Linked DNA regions of Mus musculus: regions 2, 3, 4 and 5 are each linked to region 1. The links are chromatin contacts, called in public Hi-C, HiCAR-type, HiChIP or PLAC-seq and promoter capture Hi-C maps. All regions are on one chromosome and are shown on one strand. The core of a region is the stretch at or near the end of the contact, and the rest is flanking DNA. Distances in the headings are between cores, read along the strand shown. Region 1 holds the start of Wdr89 (WD repeat domain 89). Region 2 holds the start of Mnat1 (menage a trois 1). Region 3 holds the start of Prkch (protein kinase C, eta). Region 4 holds the start of Ppm1a (protein phosphatase 1A, magnesium dependent, alpha isoform). Region 5 holds the start of 2210039B01Rik (RIKEN cDNA 2210039B01 gene).

What was found. Promoter capture Hi-C pulls out the DNA fragments that hold promoters and counts their contacts. Hi-C and Micro-C count contacts between places; a contact is called where the count stands out from the background. HiCAR-type assays count read pairs that join an accessible place to other places. HiChIP or PLAC-seq counts read pairs in DNA pulled down with a chosen protein or histone mark.
Region 2: a HiCAR-type map of astrocytes shows a contact between it and region 1, with 5 times the contacts expected there. The contact joins the promoter of Mnat1 here to the promoter of Wdr89 in region 1. A contact is called at or near these places in 1 of 39 promoter capture datasets (stem cell-derived epiblast-like cells) and 2 of 115 datasets of contacts at active chromatin or transcription factors (astrocytes and embryonic stem cells).
Region 3: a contact with region 1 is called in a promoter capture Hi-C map of stem cell-derived epiblast-like cells, with 4 times the contacts expected there. The contact joins the promoter of Prkch here to the promoter of Wdr89 in region 1. A contact is called at or near these places in 4 of 39 promoter capture datasets (embryonic stem cells, hippocampal neurons and stem cell-derived epiblast-like cells) and 1 of 115 datasets of contacts at active chromatin or transcription factors (astrocytes).
Region 4: a Hi-C map of CD8 T cells shows a contact between it and region 1, with 4 times the contacts expected there. The contact joins the promoter of Ppm1a here to the promoter of Wdr89 in region 1. A contact is called at or near these places in 4 of 39 promoter capture datasets (hippocampal neurons, liver, neutrophils and 1 more), 1 of 484 Hi-C or Micro-C datasets (CD8 T cells), 3 of 115 datasets of contacts at active chromatin or transcription factors (astrocytes, large pre-B cells and pro-B cells) and 1 of 9 other capture datasets (adipose tissue).
Region 5: a contact with region 1 is called in an H3K27ac HiChIP or PLAC-seq map of embryonic stem cells, with 10 times the contacts expected there. The contact joins the promoter of 2210039B01Rik here to the promoter of Wdr89 in region 1. A contact is called at or near these places in 3 of 39 promoter capture datasets (embryonic stem cells, liver and stem cell-derived epiblast-like cells) and 4 of 115 datasets of contacts at active chromatin or transcription factors (astrocytes, embryonic forebrain, embryonic stem cells and 1 more).

The regions. Positions count from the first base shown.
Region 1 is chr12:75,666,936-75,671,993 of GRCm38.p6, forward strand. It overlaps Wdr89 (WD repeat domain 89), which reads right to left and starts at 2,602. Exons shown (of 2, transcript NM_028203.1): 1 at 2,537-2,602. It overlaps Gm34717 (a long non-coding RNA gene), which reads left to right and starts at 2,790. Exons shown (of 3, transcript XR_381697.2): 1 at 2,790-3,146.
Region 2 is chr12:73,121,117-73,126,266 of GRCm38.p6, forward strand. It overlaps Mnat1 (menage a trois 1), which reads left to right and starts at 2,601. Exons shown (of 8, transcript NM_008612.2): 1 at 2,601-2,810. The coding sequence starts at 2,722.
Region 3 is chr12:73,581,846-73,587,263 of GRCm38.p6, forward strand. Prkch (protein kinase C, eta) reads left to right here and starts at 2,951. Exons shown (of 14, transcript NM_008856.4): 1 at 2,951-3,680. The coding sequence starts at 3,318. LOC115488016 (collagen alpha-1(I) chain-like) reads left to right here and starts at 1,833. Exons shown (of 3, transcript XM_030247047.1): 1 at 1,833-1,922; 2 at 2,366-2,464; 3 at 2,585-3,290. The coding sequence starts at 1,833. The coding sequence ends at 3,250.
Region 4 is chr12:72,759,828-72,765,391 of GRCm38.p6, forward strand. It overlaps Ppm1a (protein phosphatase 1A, magnesium dependent, alpha isoform), which reads left to right and starts at 1,384. Exons shown (of 6, transcript NM_008910.3): 1 at 1,384-1,804.
Region 5 is chr12:73,546,757-73,552,358 of GRCm38.p6, forward strand. It overlaps 2210039B01Rik (RIKEN cDNA 2210039B01 gene), which reads left to right and starts at 1,727. Exons shown (of 4, transcript NR_044985.1): 1 at 1,727-1,815; 2 at 2,313-2,385; 3 at 3,440-3,485; 4 at 4,400-5,230.

The DNA.
Region 1 (5,058 bases), core at 1,352-3,851:
GCAGCCATCTGAATCTGAGACTAATAAACCCTTTCAAAACTTTAGTAATATTCAGCTATGATGGCTTATAATCCTAGCATTTGTGAAGCTGAGGCACTGGTTTTGAGGCCAACCTAAGGTAAATGGTGAATTCAGGACAGCCTGGGGTATTGTGCAAGAGCCTGTTTCAAAAACAACAGGGCCAGTGGGAGTGCTCATCTGACCTAAAATTGATTCCCTGGACCTACAAGGGGGAAGTAAAGAGCAAATTCCAAGTTGTCCTCTGACCTCCACAGTTGCAGTGCCATGTCTGTCTGTCTCTGTCTCTGTCTCTGTCTCTCTCTCTCTCTCTCTCTCACACACACACACACACACACACACACAATGTAATAAAATATTCAAAGACAGAAAGCTTAGCAGTGAACTGTATATATTCCAACTAATACATTTGAGCTTGAGTCCAGACTAAAGTACAATGAGACTGTGAGGTTTTCTTCTTTTCTCCACTTGATTGTCTTTTGTTTTAGAGAGACCACTGAAAATGTAGAAATGTAGGGTTTCTGTTTTGTTTGTTCTTTTAGCATAAGAGTGGGAAAGAAAAAAAAAAAAAACCATAACAACAAAAAGCTAACCCCAGCACTCGGGAGGCAGAGGCAGGTGGATTTCTGAGTTCAAGGCCACCCTGGTCTACAAAGTGAGTTCCAGGACAGCCAGGGCTATACAGAGATACCCTGTCTCAAAAAACAAAACAAAAAAACAACAAAAAGCAATGTCTTAAGCTGGATGTGAGACACTGGCCTTTAACCCCAACATGCAGGAGGCAGAGGCAGGTGGATCTGTGAGTTCAAAGCTAGCCTAAATTCTAGGTCAGCCAAAGCTACATAGGTTGAAGCCCTGCCTCAAAAACAACAAGAAAGATACACACATACACACACACAAAACACACAATGTTTTCAGTTCTATTTATAATAAATAGAAGGTGCAGTTCGGTTGATGTGAAAGCCTATAATTCCAGCACTTGAGAGAACACCAAGTTCTCTAAGTTTAAGGCTAGCCTAGTTTACAAAGTGAGCTCTAGGACCACCAGAACCTCACAGAAACCCTGACTCCAAAACCCCAAACCAACCAACCAACCCAAACCAACCAACCCTGAAAGTTGCAGAAAACAGTCAAGATTTTAAACAAAGGTGGACACGAAAGAAACCTCAACAGTCACAGGGGCTGACTTACTTTTGCCCTGTTCTATAAAATCTAAGGTAAAAAGACGAGCTAGACACTTCTCACTTCTGCTCTCTAGATAGTACTGTCCTGACCCCAAGATAGGCGGGTAAGTAGTCAACACAGAGGTATCTCACACTTACATTGTTAACTAGGCTGCATGATTTTGTGGTCTTTAAACAAGAAGCAGAAACAGGTATGGTTGATACCAATAACATAGACTATAAGTCCACATCTTCACTGAATTATCACAACACTGAGAAGCAATTTGGCACGGACCATGCACTTTTTAACAACCTGATGATTGCAAAGCAAAGTTAGGAAGTAGACCTTTAGACTGATGCCTTCCTACCAGTTCATCTTACTTGGATAATAACCAATTAACTGGTTTCCTGGTACACTGTTTAGGATTTTAAAATAATTTCTTTTTTCTTTCCTTTTCTTTTTTTGTTTTTTCAAGACAGGGTTTCTCTGTGTAGCCCTGGCTGTTCTGGAACTCACTCTGTAGACCAGGCTGGCCTCGAACTCAGAAATCCGCCTGCCTCTGCCTCCCAAGTGCTGGGATCAAAGGCGTGTGCCACCACTGCCCGGCTTTAAAACAATTTCAAGTTAGGAAAGAAAACAGGAGCGTTTTACTAGTTGTACTATCTTTAATTTTACATTTGTGGAAGCTGAATTCCCTCAATTTAAGTTGTCAGAGTTAGCCTAAATGAGACATTTCACAAAAATAAGATGCTGCCAGCACTGCCTCTTGGGTGGTTTTCGTTGTGAATTAGGTTTGTGTGTGTGTGTGTGTGTGTGCATGACAAAGTTTTCCCAAGAAGCACTGGTTAGCTGGAAACTCAAAGAGATCCTCTTGCCTCTACCTCCCTCCCAGTCAGTACTGGGATCCCCGGTGTGCTTCACCACACCCGACCAGCACCTAGCTCGGTGGACAGCTGTGTGGCCTAGATGACACCACACACGTAAGGAACTTAGCCTAGTAGCCTGCATCACAGCACATACTGTACGACTTGGCTCCGCGTACCAAATGAAAAAATCTGCTTTTTGATGTGGAAAAAGGCCGGAGCCAGGAGGTGGGTGTGGGATGAGTGAGAGGAAGGGCAGGCAAGAGCGAGCAGGGACCTACCCACCCTTCCTCGAAACTGAAGCAGAGACCTTCGGGTGGCATGGACCCCACATCCTGGCATACAGAGACCCACGCGGTCCCTGCGCATGCACGTGCTCCCTCTCACACCACCCGCTCCCCTTCTGCGCTCCCCGCCCAGGGCTCTCCACGCGCGTGCCACCCAGTGGCCGCCGGTCGAGAGAGCTGCCCGCCCTGCCCAGCAGAAAGTACCTCCGCAGCAAACCCCACACTGGAGCTGGAGAAAACGCACGCTCTGCCCACGGCCGGCTGGAACTCCGCCCTCCGGCTCTGATTGGGTAAAAATATAGAGGAAGCTGAAGCGGATTGGTCCATAGCACAGAGGCCGGACCATAACCAGCGGGCTCTTCTGAAGCGGGAGCCGCGCGCCTTTGCTTGCTACCTTCCGATTGGACGAGGGCAGAAGGTCTGCGCATGCGTAACTCGGTCTACGGACCACGCCATACAACACCTCCCTCTAGGTCAGGTTAACGGAAGTCCCTGGGACCCAGCTTCCTGGACGTGTGGCCAATAAAAGGCAAGATCGTCACCGATTCCGCCTTTTCATGCGGATGTGGCTTTGCAGTTTCTTCCAGCACTTCTTCCGCTTCCTCGGACTCGGGTGTAAAGTTATTTCGCGGACCAGAGGAGTGGGGCTGAGGCAGGATTTCGTGGATCTGAAATAACCACACGTGATCACAAAGCCTAGCTATACAGGCGGGTTTGAACGAGCAGTATCCGGCCTTCACTCCAGCATGGCTATGACTCAAGGTTGACAGGAGCGCAATTACAAAATCTGGAGGTAGTTTTGCCTCGGCCCCAGGTAACTCTGGGAATTGAAGTCCATAATGGTCAGGTCCTGTCTCATCTGTCCTATTTTGATGTTGCTTTTAAACTTTAGTTTGATACAGGGCTGATGTTCCAACTGTAGTGGAGACATGACATCTGGCCCTACCAATAGGGGAATGAGCTCTGTCCTTGAACACCAAGAAGCCCTGAATCTAGTTTAGGTGGACTCTACCCTCTTTTCATTATAGATGAATACCTGTGGTATAACAACCATGAGACCGCGTTTTCCAGTGTAAACAATTCAGAAAATACGTACTTGGTTAAGCGATAATGCAAACAAGCCAGATTGTCCCTGGAAATACATTCGGCTGGGACTCGTGAAATTAACGTGCTGTGTATACCCACAGGAATCTGAATAAGGGGAACTAACTAGGGGATATATCTTGGTGCTGTTAAAAGGTATCCTTCCCCTGGAAATCCCCCCAAGGTGAGTTTAGGTTGGTCCCATTTACAGCTAGTAGAGTTGGAGATAGAGATTATTGTTTGATTAGTTGCAGTTTCTAATTAATATCGGTCTTGGTGTCATGGCATAGCCAGGAGTCCTGACCTACAGTGGGTTAAGAATGGTTAGGGAACTGACATACTCTTTTCATATCCTGAACACTGAGATGCTGGCTTCCACTGCCTTCTGGACCTTTATCTATGAAGTTACTAAAGGGAATTCCTGGGGGAAATTGGAGTTGGGAGCTTGCCATCCTAGGGGGCTTGTAACCTGACCCCCCGGGGTTTTGGTCTTTGCCATGCCCTGATCTTTATATCACAGGTAGTGATGGTTCTTATTTTAGGACTATGAAGGGATCCGTGTAACCCGGAGAGGACTCAGTTTTGCTATCCAACCAAGAACAATGGCTTTCGGGGAAGGGGCATCAACTGCAGCCATAGTGCTGGACCCAGGGATGCGCTTCTCCCCAGGAGCAAGTGAGCCATGCCCCAGTAGTCTCTGGTTGTAGCACTTTACAGAAATCTACCTGGAAGGTAGTTTGGGTTTCAGTGGATAGATTGGTTAAGAGCTCCCTGGTTCTGGTTTTTTACATTTTTATACCCAGTGCCCTGACGTATGGGGACTTGGGAGCCTTTCCAAAAGGAGAGAAAAAGACAAAATAGGACAACTATGATTCTAGGGCCCTTGTCAGTCTTTAGGGGTTTGGAGGACCTAGTGACAACTCATTTGTCATTATTTTCTGTAGCCTCCTTCAGCTGGATATGGTGCATTCATGGGGTGACCTTCATTGCTGTTCCAGTCCAGATCCTCTTTACCCATATGAGGTCACCAGGCTGGAACTTGCAGGCAGGCTCAGACAGGAGACAAAGATACAGCCTCTCCAATGATCTGATGAGTCTTGCAGGGCCTGTAAGGACTTGAGAAGGCAATGGTTAGTAATTTCTGACTGGTGCATCTGGCCCTCGGGAGGGCAAAATGTAGAAAGCTGGCCCAATTTTTTGCCATTATTAAAGCCGTATTTTAAGAGTTTTGTTTTTATTCTTTTTATCCTGTCCTGAGCTTTGTGGCCTGTCTAATTAGTGTGTAACGCTTTTCCCAGATTTGGGAATATTTTGACTATGAGGGCCAGACCGTGTCAGACCCCAGAATATGGGCAATCCAAGCCTATGGACCAACTCCTGGAGAAGCTTTTGTGGTAATTGATGCAGCCTCTGCTGGTTGGGGTAGAAATCTCCTCAACCCAAGAAGCTAGGATGTTCTTGTAGACCCAAAGGCAATAGGTTTTATTTCTATTTTATTTCAGTAAAGTTCAGTTCCCAGTCCTCTCTGAGGGTGTTCCTGGGCCTGGATCCCAGCCAGGGCTTCTCTTCCTCCTTTGGGCTTTGCCTGTGCTCAGATGACACACCTGGAAGTCTTTGACAAGACTCTAGGTGGCGCATGTAGT
Region 2 (5,150 bases), core at 1,351-3,850, 2.5 Mb before region 1:
TGGATACTGAGATAGGAGGACTGCCTCGAGTTAGAGGTCAGCCTGGACTACACAGTGAGTCCAGGTGAGTGTGAGAGCTTGAAGAAAAAAAAAAAACAAGTCATAAAACAGGAGTGATCACATAGTCCGTTACATATTACACCACATCCATCATTAGCTGAGGAACTATTGACATCTGGTAACTTCCAGGAAAGGAAAGCTCACTTTTCTTATGTGGAGTGGTCACTATCTCTTCCAGGGTAGGCCCCAAACCTAAGAGTAGTTGGCCAACACAAATGGACCTGGATGGGAAGGGGGGCATAAAGAGAGAGACAACAAAGAGGGAAAGAGAGGAGAAAGAGGCACACAGAGGAAGAGAGAGGAGAGAGAGAGGAGAGAGAGAGGAGAGAGAGAGAGAGAGAGGAGAGAGAGAGAGGAGAGAGAGAGGAGAGAGAGAGGAGAGAGAGAGAGGAGAGAGAGAGAGTAGAGAGAGAGAGGAGAGAGAGAGAGGAGAGAGAGAGGAGAGAGAGAGGAGAGAGAGAGGAGAGAGAGAGAGGAGAGAGGGGAGAGAGAGAGAGAGAGAGAGAGAGAGAAGAGAGAACAAGATGATGTTGGGTGGGTAGGAAGGGAGTGGCTGAGCGTGGACCTAGTAGTTGTGGAAGAGCACTGAATATGATCAAAATAAATTGTGTGGAATTCTCAAGTAAGTAATAAAATAATATTAAAACAAAACATGGAACAGGACTGGTGACACGGCATAGCAAGGAAAGGCACCTGTCACCAAGCCCAATGATCTGAGTTCCTCTACAGGACTCACACGGTAGGGAGCTAACTCCTGTAAGCTGTGCTGTGGCCACCACAGGCATGCTGCAGCACATGAGCACGCACACACACACACTACTTAGAATAAAAATATTAAAAAATGAACCACACCTCATACCAACAAGCAAACCAAACCAAGGCAACCTGTCTACAAGTTTACTTCAGACAGAATTTCAGTTAGATGGAGGTGATTACAAAAATGCTTGGCATTAAAAATGTCCACATTTCACTGTTATTTGATGGCCTTTTTATGAATTCATTTAGTCTCCATTAAGCCTTTGTTAAGTATCAATAAATCCTTATCTCAGAGGTGGAGAAGACTTGTCCCTTACCGTAAGAATAATTCATTATCTAATAGACCTTTCTAAGGCATCTATTTGGCTAGGCGTGGTGGCCCTCACCTTTGATCCCAGCACCTGGGAAGCAGAAGCAGGCGGATCTCAATGAGTTTGAGGCCAGCCTGGTCTACAAAGCAAATCCAAGACAGGCAGGGTTACACAGAGAAGTGCTGTCACCCTGTCTCAAAAAACAAAATAAACAAAAAAGACTTCTGTATTCTTGTTAATACAATAAATGTGGCTTACAATTCCCAGAGAGAATCAGGTCCTCAGAGTTTTGGGATTGCTGAAATAAAGTTGTGTGCCTTTTTCTCTCTCTCTTTCTTTCTTTCTTTCTTTCTTTCTTTCTTTCTTTCTTTCTTTCTTTCTCTCTCTCTCTCTCCTTTCTCTCTCTCTCTTTCTTTCTTTCTCTCTCTCTCTCCTTTCTCTCTCTCTCTTTCTTTCTTTCTCTCTCTCTCTCCTTTCTCTCTCTCTCTTTCTTTCTTTCTTTCTTTCTTTCTTTCTTTCTTTTTTTAAATTTGTTTTTGGAGACAGGGTTTCTCTGAGTGTAGCCCTGGCTGTCCTGGGACTTGCTCTGCAGACCAGACTGGCTGGAACTCAGCGATCCACCTGTTCCTGCCTCTTGAATACTGAGATTAAAGGTGTATGCCACCACTGCCCTGCTCGAATTGCTTTATAAAATAACCTTTTATTTAACATTTTGGAAAATAAATGAGGTCTTTTATTGGGGGCAAGACATATGAGAGTTAGGTTGTACAATTCAGCTTGCCTGGCAGTCTTGAGGGGAAGGCCTTTGTGTAGGAACAGGTACTAGATATTATTTATAGAAGTATTCTGACATTTAGTAAGAATTTGTACAAAGAATTGCATTTAGATAATTTTTATGAATGTAAACAATTTATCTTGTTTTTTATTTTGTTTTTATTTTTTTTTGTTATATATTTATTTATTTTGGAGACAGTGTCTCCTTAGGTAGCCCAGGCTGTACAGAATTCAGTATGGAGCCTAGATCCAACTCATGGCTGGTTCCTGCTTCAGCCTTCCTAGTGCTGGTATTATAGGTGTGAGCCACTACACTTAGCATTATTCTAATCTTCATATATGTGAATCAAATTATGTTCTGATTACACAACTATGAAGACATCTACAGTACAGACTGTCCAATTTTCTAAAAGAGACTACTAGTTTGTGTTATTGACTTCATACCAGCATAAATCTTTGAAATCATGTGGATGTTTCCAAACGAAACAAGAATTTATCTTTTTGATATGATATGGTTCCTTGTAAAATGTAATTAGGCAAGAGGTGTGTAATTTAAAAGCATCCGTTCTCCCATCCCAAGATACTGAACTGATTCACCTAAGGTTAGGTTGGAACTGTAGCGGCTGGAACGGAGAACTCGCTCCCGGAACGTTTGTTTTGCAGCGCCTGGCTTCCAGCCGGTGCTCTTTCGCGAAGGACCATTCCGGCCAAGTGCCTGTTGGTAGCAGCTTAGTTGACATCTGGTCTGGGGGTTCTTGTAGGTGGCAGTGGCTGAAATCCGTGTGGAGGAAAAAAAAAAATCCAAAGCCGAAGAGACGCCATGGACGACCAGGGCTGCCCCAGGTGTAAGACCACCAAGTACCGGAACCCTTCTTTGAAGCTGATGGTGAACGTGTGCGGACACACTCTGTGAGTCTGGCGACCGTGGATTCCTGGGGTGGGAGGACAGCCCTGGGAGATGCCAGGAGGCCGCTGGGGGGTAATAAAGGGTGTGGTTCGTCTAAACAGTGGGGGAGGGGGATGCAAAAAGGGAGCGTCGATCCTTTAAAAGGTTCGTAGCCGCTCGCCCCTATCTTTTCTGGCCTACTTTGAAACTGGAGTTTTGATTGTGGCAAGCAGAAGTTTGGCAGGTTGACCCTCATCCACCTTTCCAGCCAGTGAAAATCTCGAATTTTTCCAGCTATGTGTTGTTAGCTAGACTCCAGACAGATGTCTGGCTGAAAGCGTGAGGGATTAGAATCTTTAATTTCTTAATAAATGTTTTTTTTTTTTAATTGAAAAGAGAACTGAAAACTTACTTTGGGTGTATACTGTTGCTGTTGATCGAGTGAACTAGTTGGAAAGCCTTCTGTGTATGTATACGTGTCCTGATGAGTTATGTTAGACTTAAATCATGTAAAGGAAGAAAATACAGACTTAAGGCAGTTACTTTGTAGCTAGATAATGGTTGGCTTTTATTGCGTGCTCATTTTGTTCCAGGCACTGTAGAGTCTTACCGTGAGCCATCTCTTGATAAGTTTATGCAGGTATAGTTTCTTCCTCACCGGAAATGATCCTGAGATTTCTCAGGATTGTGGGTCGTAGGAGTATGGATCCCAGGAAGTGGCTCTGGGAAGTAAGTGTATTTTGGTTGCTCAGTGGTGAAAGGATGGCGAGTGATTTTTTTGTATAAATGTTTTGAAGAATAAATGCAGAGTTTTGGTTAAAGTGTTTGTCAGTTTTTTATGGAGAAGTGGTTTAAGTAAAAGATAGTCTGAGACTAAAGGTACTATAAAGTTGTGAGCACAATATTCCTATAGGCTCAGTCTTCCTCCGGAAGGAAAAGGTAAAGTACAATGTGGTAGACAAGGTCTTCAGGCAGAAATTTGCACAATGAGCTATATATATAATTGTCATAATGTGATTATTAATTTCCTTAATTGGTCTTTCTTTTTTTTTTTTTTCCACGACAGGGTCTCTTTTCCTAATTAACTTTTATTTTGCTTTAGACAGCGTAACTGTGTCTGGATGGTTTAAGATTAAAAATCCAGAAAAGGCAGTCAACTGGAATGCATGAACTGTGGCAATGAGGGAATACTGCTGGTATATAATTAGGTGCTTGTTAAGACTGGGCATCAAGTGTTAGTCCAGCCTGACTTTAAAACTTTAGATTCTTCTCTGACTAAAAGTGTTAGAATTTCAGGTATGCACTACCATGACTAGCAGACTGTTAGATTTTTAGAAAAGTTTTGCAAAATTTCTGTGTCACTTATTTTAGCTCTGAAAAAATATTGAGATCATGTTCGTCCTTCATCCCCACTCTATCCTCCTTTAATTCCCTTCGAACTTCATCCCAAATTCTCCACCAGCTGCACCACTGAGACACATTCTCCCCCACTCACCACTGGGTACCCTCTGTGTTTGTGATGGAATGTTGAAGGGCAGATGGCTGTTGCTGTGGTGTGCACTCGAGGGCTGTTCCATGGCACTCCCTCTCATCTCTGGCTTTAACATTCTTTTTGCCGGCCCCAAAGCCTCTCAACCCCCATGTGTGGTGTGTGTGTGTGTGTGTGTCTATGATGTAGCTGTTCATCTATGATGTAGCTGTTCCATTTCTTTTCTTTTGTACTGGATTATTGTAGTGATGGAGTTTTCCTGCCTAAGAGTCTGGATTTTTTGCTTACTGAATAGTCTCTTTGGCTTTGTCTACTGTGTTTCTCTGTCCTCTGTGTTAAATCAAAATGATTAGGTGTATTGAGTTTTATCATATTTATATTTCACTGATGTATTTGTTGGTGAGAATAATTAGTAAGTGGTGTTTATTTATTTTGAGTAATATATAGAGATGTACACATTAGGAAACAGCACCTTGATTGGGCAGAACAGAAGGCACTCATCCTTGGGGGTTGCTCGAAAACGTGTGGGTATCCTCCGTGAGTTCTCTGGTCAGGGAGGAGGCTTCATTGAGAATTTCAGCCGCACAAACTTTCCCACACTTGCTCTCATCGTGCTGGGGTTACTGGCACTTGAGGCCATGTGCAGCTTTTTGTGTGGGTACAAGTATCTGAGCTCAGGACCTTCTGTTTGCACAGCAAGTGTTCTCACCCACTGAGCTGGCTCTCCAGATCTCCTCTCCACACTTTCTTTCCTTTTTCTTTTTTTGAGACAGAATTTTGCTTTGTAACTCAAGTTGGCCTTGAACTAGCTAGTAGCCTAGGCTGTCTGGGAGGGAACTTTGGTATCAGAGTTTCTTTCATAGGGTTTTGTCTT
Region 3 (5,418 bases), core at 1,701-4,200, 2.1 Mb before region 1:
GGAAATGTCCATAGCCTTTCTCTTGAGTCTCCTCCCCAGCCTCAGTCTGGCAGTGTGGCTACCTATGCAGCATTCTCTTACCCACTTGACTTTCATCTTTCCTGTCTCCAGCTACCCAGTCTTTTCTCCAGACAGGTCAAACTGTGCTGCTTCTTCGAGAGTCTGACCCATCCCTGCTGCCTACCTCTTCAGAGGACATCATCTATCCACAGGGATTACACGTGTCAGGACCCCTGGCCCTTTCTTTTCCAACACTTGCCACATGTGATGTTTCTGCTGGTTGTTTCTAGGTCCTACAGGAGTATCAGACACTTGGCTGTCCTGCCGCTGCCCACCCCAGTGCCTGGTAGGGTGAATGTGAAATGTCTGGTGTTCCTTCAACCCCAACCCCAGGTCAGCTGTGTAGCTCCTCTTCATTTGGAGATAGTCTTCTTAGAGTGCAGAAGATGAACAGCAGCCCTCATGGTTCTTTTTTTTTTCCACATATTTATTTTATGTTATTTTTTTAGATATTTTCTTTATTTACATTTCAAATGCTATCCTGAAAGTTCCCTATACCCTGCCCCCGCCCTGCTCCCCTACCCACCCACTCCCACTTCTTGGCCCTGGCATTCCCCTGTACTGGGGCATATAAAGTTTGCTAGACCAAGGGGCCTCTCTTCCCAATGATGGTTGAGTAGGCCATCTTCTGCTACATATGCAGCTAGAGACATGAGCTCTGGGGTACTGATTAGTTCATATTGTTGTTCCACCTATAGGGTTGCAAACCCCTTCAGCTCTTGGGTACTTTCTCTAACTCCTACATTGGGGGCCTTGTGTTCCATCCTATAGATGACTGTGAGTATCCACTTCTGTATTTTCCAGGCACTGGCAAAGCCTCACAGGAGACAGCCATATCAGGGTCCTTTCAGCAAAATCTTGCTGGTGTATAGAATAGTGTCTGCGTTTGGTGGCTGATTATGGGATGGACCCCTGGGTGGGGCAGTCTCTGGATGGTCCATTCTTTTGTCTCAGCAATACCTCTCCTGGGCATATACCCAGAAGATGCTCCAACATGTTAAGGACACATTCTCTACTATGTTCTTAGCAGCCTTATTTATAATAGCCAGAATCTGGAAAGAACCCAGATGTCCCTCAACAGAGGAATGGATACAGAAAATGTGGTACATTTACACAATGGAGTACTACTCAGCTATTAAAAACAATGAATTTATGAAATTCTTGGGCAAATGGATGTATCTGGAGGATATCATCCTGAGTGAGGTAACCCAATCACAAAAGAAGTCACTTGATATGCACTCACTGATAAGTGGATATTAGCTCAGAAACCTAGAATACCCAAGATACAACTTCCAAAACACAAGAAAATCAAGAAGGAAGACCAACGCGTGGATACTTCATTCCTCCCTAGAATAGGGAATAAAATATCCACGGAAGGAGTTGCAGAGACAAAGTTTGGAGCCCTCGTGGTTCTTAAGGCGAACCGGCAGCTCTCTGGAGGAGCCAGGTCCAGCTCTTTAGGGAAGAAGTCAGAGTTGCTTTCACCCAGCCGACTCTACCTCTACAAACGGGTTGCTAGCACACTTTGGAGAGCTCTGCCTGAACTGAAGTGACCCTCTACTTCCTTGCCCCACTCTTTCAGGAAGCCTTGGTATTTCCAAGAGAGGCCCATCCGGCCAGCCCATTGTTCTCCATCTCATCCTATAGTGTGAAGCTGTTACTGGTGAGGTCTCAACTCCCTAATGAGAAACTGCCCAGAACCTTCTCAGCAAGCCAAACCATGTGCTAGAAAGGGGACAGACGACCAACCAGCCTGTTCAGTAAGAACGAGTATGGTGAGCGTCCTTAAGCGTCTTAAGAATGGCCTGGACTTTATAGGAGACATATTGGTTGCGGCTGGCCCTCAGGGAGCAAGCTTTATGGTAGAATGGATTAGACCAAAAGGTGTTCCTAGGAGACAAAACCTGTAGAAGTCACGAGATGGGTAAACTTAGGGTCTGCCCACTCTGACAATAACAACCTAGAGTGTTTGTTCCTAGAAGAGGCAGCTGAAAGCCACTGTGTGTCAGGGTGGCGCATGTGAACACTTTGCTGCCCTTATAATGCAGGACTAGGTGGACCAGCAAACCGCCTCTTGCGGAGGAAGGGACTTATTACATCTTGGCCTTGTCAGTCTCCAGCAGAACCAATCTTTCCTGCTCTTTGTGCAGTGACACACCTCTCCCAGGAAGGAGTACAGGATTTCCATCATTACCATTGCCCTATTAAAAAAATACGCAAACAAAACAACTAATTACTCTCTGCCGAAAAGGCACATAAACAGGATGAGTCTAAGCTGAACCTGGGATGACCCATTCCGGTAAAGATTAGGAAAGGGACCTCCCCTTCCCCACAGAACACCCGCCTCTGGCTAGGGCTCTGTCACCCTCCGGCAGGGTCTCCAGGCCACTACTTAGGGTGGGAGGTAGGAACTCCCTGCTGCTGATTTTCCGCATCCACCCGTCCTGCCAATTCTCTCCCCGGCTGTCTCCCACGCCTCAGGTGTTTGCTGGCGGTGGGCCTGGAATCCTTTCTTTTTGTCCAGCCCCTTAGGGCAGCCTCCAGCCCGAAACGCACCGCCAACCCGGCCACCGGGAGCAGGGATCCGCGAGCACTCAGGGCGGGAACCGCCCCTGGGGTGAGTGGGGAGTGCGGGCCCCCTTCACCGCGTAACCCCGGCACCCACCCCTCAAGGCGGTGCTGCCCGCGGTGCGCCACGCCCCCGGGGTCCGGAAGGCGTGGCAGCCCGCACCGGGCTTCTGAGAACTTGGAGCCCGGCGGCGCGCGGCTCTGGCCGGGATGCGGCTGCGGTTGCTGCTGCTGCTGCTGCTTCCTGGTTCTCAGCTCACCGAGTGGGGGAGAGCGTGAGCCCGCGGAGGCGGGGGCAGGAGGAACGGGCGGAGGCGGGGGCAGAGACGCCAAAGCTGGAGCTAGCCGGACGGGTCGCTCCTGCTCTCCGGGGAGACTATCTGGCCGGCCCCGGAGAAGGGGCGAGCCCCGCGCGCTCCAGAAGGACGATCGGGAGCCCAGCAGCCCGCCGAGGGCTCGGAGCCCGGCTCCCCTCCTTTCCACCTCAGGAGAAAGGGCGGGAGGGAAGGAGGGGAGGGGAAGATCCCTCCGAGGAGGCGGAATGGCCGGTCGCAGGGGGCTCGGGCGCTGCTTCTTCCCAGAGCTGCCTCCACGCCCGTGGCAGCGGAGAGGACTGCCCTGAGCCCGGGCTCCGGGTTCCCCAGTGCCAGCCAGCGCGGCCCCCTCGGGGCTCCGGCAGCAGCGCCGGCATGTCGTCCGGCACGATGAAGTTCAATGGCTATCTGAGGGTCCGCATCGGAGAGGCTGTAGGGCTGCAGCCCACCCGCTGGTCCCTGCGGCACTCGCTCTTCAAAAAGGGCCACCAGCTGCTGGACCCCTACCTGACGGTGAGCGTAGACCAGGTACGCGTGGGCCAGACCAGCACAAAGCAGAAGACCAACAAACCCACCTACAACGAGGAGTTCTGCGCCAATGTCACCGACGGCGGCCACCTGGAGCTAGCCGTCTTCCACGAGACGCCCCTGGGTTATGACCACTTTGTGGCCAACTGCACGCTGCAGTTCCAGGAGCTGTTGCGCACGGCTGGTACCTCGGACACCTTCGAGGGCTGGGTAAGTAGCGATCGCCTCACTCCTCCATGTCTGCTGGACCTTCCCTCCTTTTAATTTTCGAAACTCGTCAGAGTCCCGCTCCCTCATCGCCCTGCAGGGGAAGGAATTCCCTCTAGACTTCGGTCCTTTCCCAGGTGGCCTGCACTGTTGACGCGACAGCCGTGGGTGTATGCGGGCGCAGGTGGGACTCTGGGAATCCGTCCTCTTTGTGGACCTGGACTTTGCACTTAGGGGAAGCCCAATAGTGATACAGAGTTCCATCCCCCTCCTCCCGGGGTAGGGGGTTTGGGAATCACAACTCTCATATAAAGAAAAGCAGAGAAAGGGCGATATGAAAGGGATATGGTTTGAATCAAGTGCTTCAAACACTTCTTAGGAGAAAGCCATACATTCTCGCGAGTATTATTCATAGTGTTTATGGATGCATGTTGGTTCAGCCACACAGACGTGCACACGTGTTTCAGCATGCACATCCATTACATCCCAGAGGTACAAAAGCTACACTGGCAGGGATCAGAGTGAGTGCATGGCTTTGCACCCTGGCAGAGTTTTGTTTAGCTTTTCCCTTGGGGATTGGGGGCGAGGGTGGAGGCGGGAGTGGTGGGGTGAGAGGTTTAAAACTTCTCTGTTTGCTCTTAAGTTCAGTCAGCCTGGGTGTATGGGTGCTTCCAAACTATTCCTCTGAGAAGAGGTGGCCAAGACACCTTAGGTTTGGGTCTCCTCCCTCTGCGTTGACCTTTAGCTGCCCGCAACTTCTTATATGCTGCTGCCATTCCCATAGTTCCCTGGAGATAGAATTTTTACTGTAAATTTCTCGAGTGCCTCACACAGCGCCAGAACGCCCATATGTCTTAATCCTCACGCTGTCTTTGTGATGCCGGGGTTATTGTGCTCACTCTGAGACACTGAAATGATAATTACAACGAAGTGGTCTGGCAAAGTGTAGTGTGTGGTAAAGACTCTAGAGTTTAATAATGGTCTCAGTTCTGGCAGGAGTGGGCTTGGAACCCGAGGTGAATCGCTATTCAGAATCTGTTTGAAATTCACAAGTGGCAGAACCAGATGGACAGTGACAAAGATTCATGGATATATGTATTTTATACTTTGAAGTGTTGTTAATTTCACCATATATTCTGAAATAGTACAGAAGGCTTGTAAAAATTCACCTTTTAAATAGAAATTAAAAAAAAAAAACCAAACCCATGACTCAAATTATGGGGTTAATTTCACCTTGGCCTTTCTTCTTCTTCTTCTTCTTCTTCTTCTTCTTCTTCTTCTTCTTCTTCTTCTTCTTCTTCTTCTTCTTCTTCTTCTTCTTCTTCTTCTTCTTCTCCTCCTCCTCCTCCTCCTCCTCCTCCTCCTCCTCCTCCTCCTCCTCTTCTTCTTCTTTCTTCTTCTTCTTCTTCTTCTTCTTCTTCTTCTTCTTCTTCTTCTTCTTCTTCTTCTTCTCCTTCTTTGGAATTTAGTAATGGGCTAGATGGAAACTGATTAAATAAAGTTAAAAGTTAACTTTGTTGTTGGTTTGAGACAGAGTCTCACACAGTAGCCCAGGCTGACTTGATCTTGGGACAAACCTTTTACCTCAGTTTCCCTGAATAAGTTTACATGTCTGTCTGTGAATTTCCAGACATGGAATTGAACTGAGCAAGTGAATTCTGAGTTAGTGTTTGGTTAGGAGTTAGGCTGGGCAAATCTCTAGAGGAATTAGGTACTGGAGTGTGGTGGTACAGGATGGTCA
Region 4 (5,564 bases), core at 134-2,633, 2.9 Mb before region 1:
AAGAACTGTATAGTGAATTTTATTTTTACTTTATATACCTGGAGGTGCTACAAATTCATCGTATTCCCAAAATACTGAGTGATTTGGAGGGTCAGTGAAGATAGTGTCTGCTGGGAATTGGCAGTCTCACATGTGGTCCTGCCATTGATGTCAGGTGTAAAAGTGAAGAAAAGGGAATCATCTTCCATAAGTCGTGGTGAAAATATCAGAAATGGTTACCACAACATCCAAAATAGAGAAATAGTTTGCGGGATGACAGCCGGCAAAAGCAGGTTGTATTTGATCTAAGAGTCAAGACAATGGAGTGGTTTATAAGAGACACGAAGTAGCGGGGTGGCAAACTGCAGTAAGCACCAGAGAAAAGGGGAAGGCCTTACTGAAATTAATCTTGTTACTGGTCTGAACTCAATTTGGCTAATAGTTTTAGTATTTTTTTTTTTAAAGCATTAGCCTATTTCAGCGGAATATATGCTTTTTCTTTGTATTATATCAGAATCTCTCTTAAACTTCTATTCCTGCGAATTTGGTTGTAAGGGTTAAGCTGGTGACTGAAAAGCTGGGAAGGCACACCCAACCAATGGGAACTCATACTGGTGATGTACTGCTTTCCAGCTCTGATTCATTGGCTGCCTAGGGTTTGTCATTCTATCCCGGCGTCGGCAAGCAGCGTGGGTCGGGTTTTCTGTGGTCGAGCTAGCTAAACTGGATTTTGGCCGCCTGCACGTGCAGTTACCTTTTGCTCATCTCTAGCTCTCCGTGAAAGCAGCTGTCACGTTTCTGATTATCCTCTAGATTTTGAAAAACCCTCGGTTCCATTAGCCCCACTGGAGGTCTTTGGAGGTGCCCGTTGAGCCCGAATCACGTGACCCCGTAACGTGCACATAAATACAATTCGGAATCCCTGCAGGGACTCGGGGACAACCCGCGAGAAGCTCTAGCTAGGCACGTGTCCCAAGGCGTGAACGGTTTGCACACGCACGTCTGCGGTATGGCCGCGGCACTCGTGTGCGCCTCGTGGGGTCGAAGGGGCAGGCTGAGTCCCCTGTGCCGGGCGCTAACCGAGACTGCACCTGGAGACCGGCGTCCGTAGGCAGGTGTAAGAGTCGGGTGCGGACGACGACGACAGCCGGGTTTGGAGAGGCCCTCTGCGCCCTAGCGCGAAGGCCGCGCGCCTGGCTCGCACCCAGGACGTCCACGCTCCCTAGGGATCGGCCCGCGGCAGCGACCTGAGGAGCAGCGCAGGGCAGTGACGTCACCGCCGCCCCTCCCCCGCCCAAGCCGCAGTTCCGGCCCTCCCACATCCGGGTCTCTCCAGCCCATGGGCCGCGCCGCAGCTGCAGGGCCGGGGGTGGGGGAAACGGCGGCGCGGGGCGGGGCGGGGCCGGGCGAGGGGCAGCGGTGTCGAGAGCGCGCGTGCGCGGGGCCGCGCTAGAGGCGGCGGCGGTGGCGGCGCTAGGGGCGGGAGCGCGCGCAGGAGCTAGAACGCCGTGGTCTCCGCGCCGGCCGGGTCCGCAGCTCGGGATCGGGTGGCTGGGGCGGGGGGAGGGGGGCCCAGGCAGGTGGGGCGGAAAGCGATGAGTCCTCGGCGCCTCCTCCGCCTCCCGCGGGCCCCGCTCTCTGCCTCCCGCTCCGACGCCCGGATGATCTGAGCCGCGAGGGCTCCGAGAGCCGGGGGCCCGGACCCAGCCCGGCTCCTCCCCTCCTCCGCCCGGGCCCGGCCGCCGTCGCGGGACCCCGTGCCCGGCCGCCGTCGCCACCGCCGCCCCGGCCGACCGAGGGACCCGCCCGCCCGCGGCTGCTCCGGGTAAGCGCGGCGCGAGGGCGAGGAAGAGGGCGAGGGCGGGCGGGCGGAGGGCCTGTGCGGCGGCGGCCAGGCCTGGGGCCTGTAAACAAGCCGGGCGTCTGCCCGGGCGATCCCGGGAGGAGACGCGACAACTCCACCCCCTGGGCGGCCTCCTCCCCGAGCCCGCGCCGGGTGGCGAGGGGTTAACACGCGGCGGGGGCGGAGGCGGGGTGTGTGCGGCGGCTGGGAGGGGGCGCGACCCTCGGCCGGGCGGGGCGGACACTGGCGGCCGCGGAACTTTCGGGGAGCCTGCAGCGGGGTCTCCCCTTGAAGCAGATCAGCCCGTGAGTTCACTGGATTTGGAGACTCACCCGCTGGGTTGAAAGTGAGGCCCCCAACTCAGTAGTGATGCCTCCATTTCATTCATTATTCCGGCTTGGAGCAAACCCATTGAAGTAAACTACAGGTTTTGCATCATTTTGGCCTGATATATTGGAGGAAAGTTCTTTATGTTAGAGTTTAGTTTAGGCTTGGCTCCCTTCTGCTTGTAGGTTGTAAACACACTCGGATCCCCTTCTTGAAAGACAGCTGGCTGTGGAGAGCCTTCTGCCAACTGGAGTTTTAGATCTTTTGCAAATTTCATCATCCAAAGTGTTTTTCTCTTTTCTCAAACACTACACGATACTTAGAAATCCACAAAGGTCAGAGTCTAAGCAATCTACGATGCCGCCCCCACCCCAAGTTTCCTGATAGTTGGAATAATGCTCCTGGTATATTTTTAACCGCGCGGTTAGAGTATAAGGAGATTGGCATTGTTTGAGAAGAATAAATGATTTTGACGTTACGAAAATGAGTAGTTTTCCACGGTTCAGAGAAAAAAACAAAAACAATCTTTTTAAACCCTGGCTTTCAGATTTCAAACATGACTACTACTGGATGGAGGAGAAGCCTGCTGAAGAATCATAGAACTTAAATGATTGTTTTCTGGGCCTTAGGATTTTAGGGTTTCTGAGGGCTCACTACATAGTGCTTGGTTCTCACCTCCCTTTAACCTTTTCTGTATTCTGGGCCTTTGCCAAAGATTATTTCTGTAGTTACAGATGAGGAAACTAAGGACCAGAAAGATAGTGAGCACACACCCACATACTTATCTTCAATACCGCCTTTATTGCCTTAATGTCTGCTTGACTGTTTAATAATTTGAAGCACAAAGCAGATCATCTTCCCAGTGCTACAGTTCTGGGCTGCATTTTTGTGTGTGTGTGTGTTTGTTTGTTTTGCATTGCTGGGGATAGATTTAGCTCGGGGCCTCTTGAATGGTGCAAGACCAAGTTCTCCTCACTTGTCTTGTATATACCTGATTGAACAGTCAGCTATGTTGGGATGACTGCTTTTAACCTAGAAGCTTACAGCAGTAATACCTTGAAATTATAATGAACTATATGTGCAAGTTTCTTCAAACATTTGTATTAATACTAAACACTTTTACATCTGGGGAGTAATTATGTTGGTGGTATCAAATATTAAGATGGATAATGTTTTATATTAGTTGTAATACATGTTTGAAAAATAGTAAAATTGGCCACTGGAAGCATCAAGTTGCTTCTTGCAGGGTTTGTGTCCCTATTTTTCACATGGAATGAATGACTACATTTCAGTATGAAGGGCTGTAGTGACCAGCCATAATTATAGTATAACCTGTTGTAAGGAATGGTGCTCTGCCAGAAATGTGCTCGAAAATATCTGTGCCCAGGGACAAGGCATTTGACCCTTTGAGCTTTGGAATCAGTAATGCCAAGGGGTAGATTACATCATCACATGTATATTTATTATTATTCTTTTGCCATTCTGTGACTGTTGAACATACCTTTAACAACTACATACCTGATAGACCTGCTACTTAGATGTTTTACCATTTTGAAGTTGTTTTTCTTTCTGGGCTCTGTTCTATTGAGTTTGTGGCCCGGCTTTAGGGAACCTTCCTGTAGTGGCCTTCACTGATCTTTCTTTCTCTTGCCATTGGGAAGCCTAGAAGATGTCCTGGGACATCTTTGGGGACAGCATGCACCTGAGACAGCATGTTTGAAGAAGCTGGGGTCCTCAGTGGTTGGATATGATGAGCATTATAAGAATACATTGTGAGCTTCTTTGTGTCTATGTGTCCGTGTGTCTGTGTATTTTGGTTCAAGCCAAGTGTTGTTGATCTTGTCTTAACTTAAACTTTTGTTTGGAAATTCACCTAATATCTAGTTGTCATCTTCCCCACCCCCCTACCAAAATGTATAGCATCCTCTTTTGTTGCCTTGTAAATATTGCTAAGTGCTTACTAAATGTCTGCATCTTTCTAATTTTTTCAAACCTCACCTTGGCTGTTTACTTTATGGCCAGTAGAATGTATTGCTGTTCTTAGTCTATACTGATACAAAAATAATTCTGATATATATTTGATGTTCCTTTCAAACAATCATCTATTGTCTGAGTAGTACCCGTGAGTGCTTTTCATCTTTAATCAAATTAAAAGACAGTTTAAAAAAAAAAAAACCGGGCTCAAGGGGAGTTGACACAGTTAAACTAAGCCTTGGCCCTGTGACATATGCAGGATGGCCCTCAGGAGAGCAGAAGCACAAATGTGCGGCTGTTAGATTTCCTGTATTGTTGTCATGCTTGCCCTGTCTTCAGGTAACACAAATACTTATCAATTCAGTGGCCTCATGGGTTACTTTGTTGTTTTTAGCAAGAATGTATGTATTTTTTGGCATGTTATAAACCATTCTCATTTAAGAAGCTTGGATTAATGTATAAAGAAAGGCTGACTATATTCTTTATTTTTTCTTTCTTCATGCTTTCTAATGTTTCATGTTCTGCATATTATATGACATCTAAAATTATTCATTTATCTATTTATTTATTTTGAGTTTTTTCGAGACAGGGTTTCTCTGTGTAGCCTGGAACTCACTTTGTAGACCAGGCTGGCCTCAAACTCAGAAAACCACCTGCCTCTGCCTCCTGAGTGCTGGGATTAAAGGTGTGCGCCACCATGCCCAGCTCTATTTATTTTTTGGGACAGGGTCTTACTACATAGCCTTGGCTGGCTTAGGATTCGCTATGTAGACAGGCTGGCCTTAAGCTCACAGAGATCCATCTTGTCTTGATGCTTGTCTCCCAGTACTGGGATCGAAGGCACATGCCACCACACTCAGCTATAAGTAACACCTTTTTGCTTCATTATGTGTTTACAGAATGAATGAATGAATGAATGAATGAATAAAAAAATATATATAATGATTGTAATCTTTATATTGCCTGTCTGAATACTACCAAGGCAAGAAGAGCCAGAGAAAGTATTGAGTGTGATAAGCTCTATCTACCTTTACATAAACATTTTTTTTATGTATACAAGCATACTGTAGCTGTCCTCAGACACACCAGAAGAGGGCATCAGATCCCATTACAGATGGCTGTGGTTGCTGGGAATTGAACTCTTGACCCACAAGAGCGAGCAGTTAACTGCTGAACTCTCTCTCCAGCTCATGACTTGACAAATGTTACAAGAAACTAAGAAGTGCAAATTTATATATGTTGAAAAACCTGGCTACGAACATTTGTTGTTTTTTTTTTTTCTTTTTTCTTTTTCTTTTTTTTTTTCAGTAAAGAACTGAGATTTGATTTCCAGCATATTATGGCTCATAACCATCAGTTCTAGTTCCAGGAAATCTGATGCCTTCTGATCTCCGCAAGCTGTGGTAATATAGGCACACATGTAGGCAAATACATACATACA
Region 5 (5,602 bases), core at 477-2,976, 2.1 Mb before region 1:
GGGCTCAGAGTGGGTCATCTCTTTGGTCAGGTTCCTGTCTCCTTCCACAGGGCCCGAGCAACTTTCCCCAGATCACAAGCCTGACTTAAACAAGAAAGTTCCACCCCAGAGCTTGCTCCAGGGTGGGGTTCTGTTGGCTTGATTATTTATTACCTCGTTAAGGCTGTTAATCCTCGTTATTTAAGGAAAAGGGTGAGTCTTAAGTAGGGTTTCACTTAGTTTTCAAGCACAAAATACAGTGCCCTGGGAGTTACATTGTGGTAGCTGTATCAATTTCAACGTGGAGTTCTTATTCTCCCCTTTTTATGTAAGGGGGGGATTAGTTCCTAGCCAAATGCTCCAGTCTGGTTTAATAACTACAAAAGGTGAAAAGTTCTGTAAAAATAAAATGATTTATTAAGAATCAATGACTGGGAGAGTTTGCAGCCTTTGAATGTCTTCTCTAGCTGGTGGGAGGAACCACCAATGAGAAAAAAAAATGCTGTGGCCTGAATGTGATGTTCTTTTCAGATCTTCTTGATTAGAGAAAGGCCCGACCCAAGGCCCTGGAGGGCCTCGCTGATATCCACAGCCAAGGACATTTGCGTGTTTGGTCCTAGTTGAACTAGAAGGATGTATAGGCTGTATGAAAACTCCAACCAGCCTGGGCCTTGGGGCTGGTTTGTTTGTTGTTTTTGTTTGTCTCGGGGTTGGTTAGAATACACAAGGGCACAGGGGGCTATGCATGGAATCTTCCTTAGGTACAGAAGTACACTCCTGCAGCTCATACAGTGTGAATAGCTTAAGTGCTTTCTCTGTTATTCGTGCATACCCGTTTATCCAAATCCAAAGAGACTTGGAAAACTAAGAGCTGTTGGAAATATTTTTAATGTTGTCTTCCAAGTCTTCAGCCCTGTGCCGAACAATGTAGAAGAAATGGCAATTAGGCCAAACTGGAATCTTAGTAGTCTAATAAGGCACTCTCCGGCTGTTATTTGTTTGTTTGTTTGTACTAGAGTTATCTGAGAAGAAGGAACCACATGGAGAAGATGTGGGCAAGCCGGAGGGGTGTTGTTCTGTTTGATGATTGATGTGGGCGGGGCCCCCGGTGGGCGGAGCCCCCACTGGGCGGGGAGGTCATGGAGAAGGGATGAGGGCATGCTGAGCAAGCCAGTGTTCCTCCATGACTTCTGCTTCAGTTCCCGCCTCCGGGTTCCTTCCCTGAGTTCTTTGATGATGGACTGCGGTGTGGAAGTGTAGTCTGAAATAAGCCCTTCCTTCTCAAGTTGCTTTCTGTCCTGGTATTTTATCACAGGAATAGAAACCTGAGGCAGGCACGTAGTACATAGGAATAAGAACAGAATAGCCAGTAGCTGGCATGTGGTCACATCACATGTGGATGAGAGTGACGTTAGGTTGATTTTGTTCCATTGACTGACTATGGCTTGGAAGTGCTAACTTAGAGAATGCTACAGCTGTCCTCACTTCTACCTTTATTCCTCTACCCCACAAAAGCGAATCCCAAAGGGTCAAAAAGTTTCCCTAACACTTTTAATCTTTTAATAAAAGAATAGACAGATCTCTTTACCCTTCTGGAGACTTCCACCCACCCCATGTCATTGATTCACCCTTCTGTGTGATCCTGGCTGCAGGAAGGAGTCCAGTTCTCACGACTTTATCTAATGGATCTTAAGTCTACAGTCACACGGCCACCACACCCTGCAAGCTCACACGGGGAACTCAGAGCTTTCCCGGATGGTGTAAAGGCAGCAGCACACTCGTTCACGGATAGGGAAGCCAGAGCAGAAAGAGGTGGAGGTTTCAGAGCATAAAACGGTCAGTAGGATTAAACACAACAGAAAGGTCAAGCCGGATGTGTTAGGTCTCCAGCCCAGGACAAGGCAGACAGGTGCCCATTTAACATAGCAACACAGACCTGGCCACCAGGTTCTCCCCGCAGTTCTGCAGTCCCTACCTGGTCCAGGGCCCTCCTGGCTGCTGTATCCCACTCCTTATCCTGAACTCTCCATCTAGGGGGTTGGGTTGCTCTCTCCTATATAATCCAACCATTTGGGTTACCCACTCTCTTTGAACCTTTGGTCCTCCTGGCTGCTGTACCTGGTTCCCCTCTCTCCTCTCTCCTCCCCCTCTCCTCACAAGGCACAGCTCAGTCTGGTTATGGCCACTCTGGCCTTTCCCAGAGATTGCTGCCCCTGCCTGTGCTCTCCCATATAACTATAATAAACCTCCTTCACTGTACCCAGGACCTGTCACGTTTCCTTGTCTTTTACTTTTTATTTCTTTTACTTGTTTATTTTGTGCCGAAACCACAGGAATGGTATAAATGAGCTCGCTTCTGGGGAACGTGGCCGTTCCGGACTGAGCTGCGGAGCTGACTCTCTTAAGGTACGTAATGATCATTTGTTTCTGATGGCTTCGGCCACCCACAAGATTTGAGTCCAAATTCTGGAGTCTGGCTCTCCAGCTGTTGCTTTCTCCCCCTGCTTTCTAACTGTTCCTGTCTCCCTGGGCTCTGCCTTTTATGCCTTCCACGTGGGCGCTGGTTCCTGCAGCCTGCTCTGCCTCTAGCCTATACACCCCTGTAACTGCCTCCCTTTTCTCCTGCTCGCCCCTCCTGCTGTATTGTTTGGGTCTCTATCAGGAGCTGCAGCTCTGCCTACAGCAGCCTGGGACTCTTTTCCTTTCTTTCTCCCAATTGGCGCTCCAGAAGTATCTCTCTGTCTCCTGCAGCCTCCTGCTACCCCCCCCCCCCCTTAGGGCAACCCACCATGTGGACAGCCTTGAGGGTCTCTACTAAAGACACTTGCTGCCACCCCTCCATGTCCCATGCCTTCCCCCAGGAACTACAGCCCACCTGCAGTCCCACGGTGCAGTCCCTCAGCTCCTGCCAGCTTGTTTCCCTCTCACCTCCCTCTTGGAGTTCATAAGAACTTGCCCTCCCTCCGTCCCTTGATCATGGGGTTCTGTTTTGCTGCCCTCTCTCTTCCTGCTTGGGCTCAGATTTTTTTTTACTACAGCTTCACCTCAGTACAGATCAATGGCCCCAGTCAGCAAGCACACTTGCTCTGCAAATTCTCCCAGATTATAGCCACTTCTGCCACCATACAGGCAAATGATCCCAATATCTCTTATCTCTATGGTTCCATAATATTCCATTCTTAAATCGTTCATCTCTATGATTTCTTTGCATTGTGTTTTCAAAAACAAAGCAAAACAAACAAACCATAAAACCCCTGACCTCCTAAGGCTCTGCTGTAAATTCTTATCTCAAGATTTGTAAACTCACTGGGTTTGGTTAAAGAATCTGTAACAGAATTTGGCTTAAAACTTTATAACAAAAGGTTTATAGTTAAAACCTATACATAGGAATTTTAATTTGCTGCAGCATCCTATATTTGTGATTCAACCCTTGTTTATGTAAATATATGTTTTTAAATAGCAACCATGTGGCTCTCCTCCATCTTGGCAAATAACCTCAACAAGAGGTAAGTAACCACATGGCTTCAGCCATCTTTACTAAGGTTGAAGGAAGGTTGTACATGGCATGTGACGCCACCATCTTAAGATGGCCGCATGGCATAAAGCAACAGTTCTAACATGACTCAGTCCTCCTGGACCCTTAGTTTATCCTTGTATCTTCTTTTGGACTAAGGGGGCTGTTGAGGTACACTCTGTGCAGATGTGTCTCTGTATATTCAAGTGTTAATTCTGTACCAGCAGAGAGCTAATGACCCATTGCCAGGCTCATGTTTTATAAATAGTTGTTCCTTCTTCACCTGCCTAAGGCCATCTAGAGTTGTATCTGATTGGCTTTAAAAAAGAGCTGACAGCCAATAGCTGGGCAGGAAGTAGACACTGGGAGAAAAGGCGAGGTTGGGAGATTCAGCCAGATGACCTGGAGGTGAACAGGCAGACCAGAGAGGAGCAGAGAGGTAGACCTGGCCAGGTGCTGGGACGGAGTACCAGGAGCCAGGATTAGACTACCCTCCTGCTCGGCAAAAGGCCTATGCTTTAAAATATTAATAAGCCTCTGTGTTGTTATTTATATCGCTGGCGGGTCTGTCTGAGATAGTCTCACTATATATAGGAAGCAACAACTAGTCTCCAAAATATTTGTATTGATTTGTATAGATTTTTGTATACCCTTCTCCTTCTCTACTGGGTCAGTATCACCCCGAGCTGCCTGCGTTTTTTGCTGTTACTACAGAAGCCACACCAATGTACCAGGAAGCCCCTCTCAACCCCACTGGGCTCCATTCACAGGGACAAGAGACACTTTTCTTCTTTCTTTTCTTTTCTTTTCTTTCTTTCTTTCTTTCTTTCTTTCTTTCTTTCTTTCTTTCTTTCTTTCTTTTTTTTTTTTGAACATTTTTCTCTGACACGTTTCCCTTTACGTTAGGAGACACCCGGATGACAATTCGTGTTACCACAACACCTTACCTATCTCAGCTCCTCAAATCTCTCGGCTCTGGTCTGCTATTTCCTGTCCCAGCTCTCGAATTCGGAAAACCTGGGGACTGATGTATACCTGTGTCCCTCGGAACCGGCTGCATGACAGCGTTCTGGTCTCGGGCCTTTCTGTTGCGGCCGCCAGCAGCTCGCAACATGAACGGTTCGACTGAGAAGGCCACTCGAGCTGTAAGAGAGGAATCTAGACGGGGCGAAAGAAGAAACGGAGCTAAGACAAATTCATTCTGATCAAAGCTCAAATTTTATTGTTGCGACACTAGTTATAAAGGAAGGGGGAGGGAACCCGACTCCCGCCGAATAATCTCTGGTCCAGTAGAAAGGTGCACGTGTGTGGCTCCGCAGGTTCTAGCAGTGGGCGTGGCAGAACGAATGAGCAGGAAGCTCCACCCCTGAGCAAGCAGGTTTCAGGCTGGGGGAGGGGAGACTACACCTTTCCTCATTATTATACATGTTATCATCATGTACTAAGTACTAAAGGGTGCTTGGATCATGTGAACTCCTTAGTAACAGCCACATGAAGAAATGCATTCATTCTGCATCCTTTGTTGTTACCCTTAACACTCAAAGGGAAAGAAAAAGAAACTTCACGTTTAAGTACTTCTAAAATTACCTCACTCTGTCTTTCTATTTTCTAGGTTTTAACCAAGTTAAATATTAGTTTTAATTGGTTATAATCAGGATTAAAAATACATTCTTACTCTACTTGCCAGATCACTGCCTTTTATAATGAAAGGAATGAAATAAATATTTTTTTTAATGTTACCTTGTTTTTTGTCGTCTTCTTCTTTCTCATTTTCTTCCTTTCTTTCTTCTTTCTCTCTAACAACCTGTTTCCCACCTTCCTTTTTCCCCAGCACTGGGGATCAGCTGAGGGCTTTGCACCCATGGCGCAGGGTGACTGCTGAGGTTTATCTCAGGCTTCCTTGTCATTCCCTAGCAATTCCTTAACGCATAGGCCTGCCATCATTAATTGCTCTCCTATTGTTGAACATATGGAGTTTTACTTTTTCAGCATTCCAAGGTATGTGGTAGTGAATGTTTTTGCATGTAACTTTCTTTTATATTATTTTCTAAAGATAAAATATCTAAATATCTAAAGTAAGAAATGAGCTTAAATTTCAAACTCTGTTGT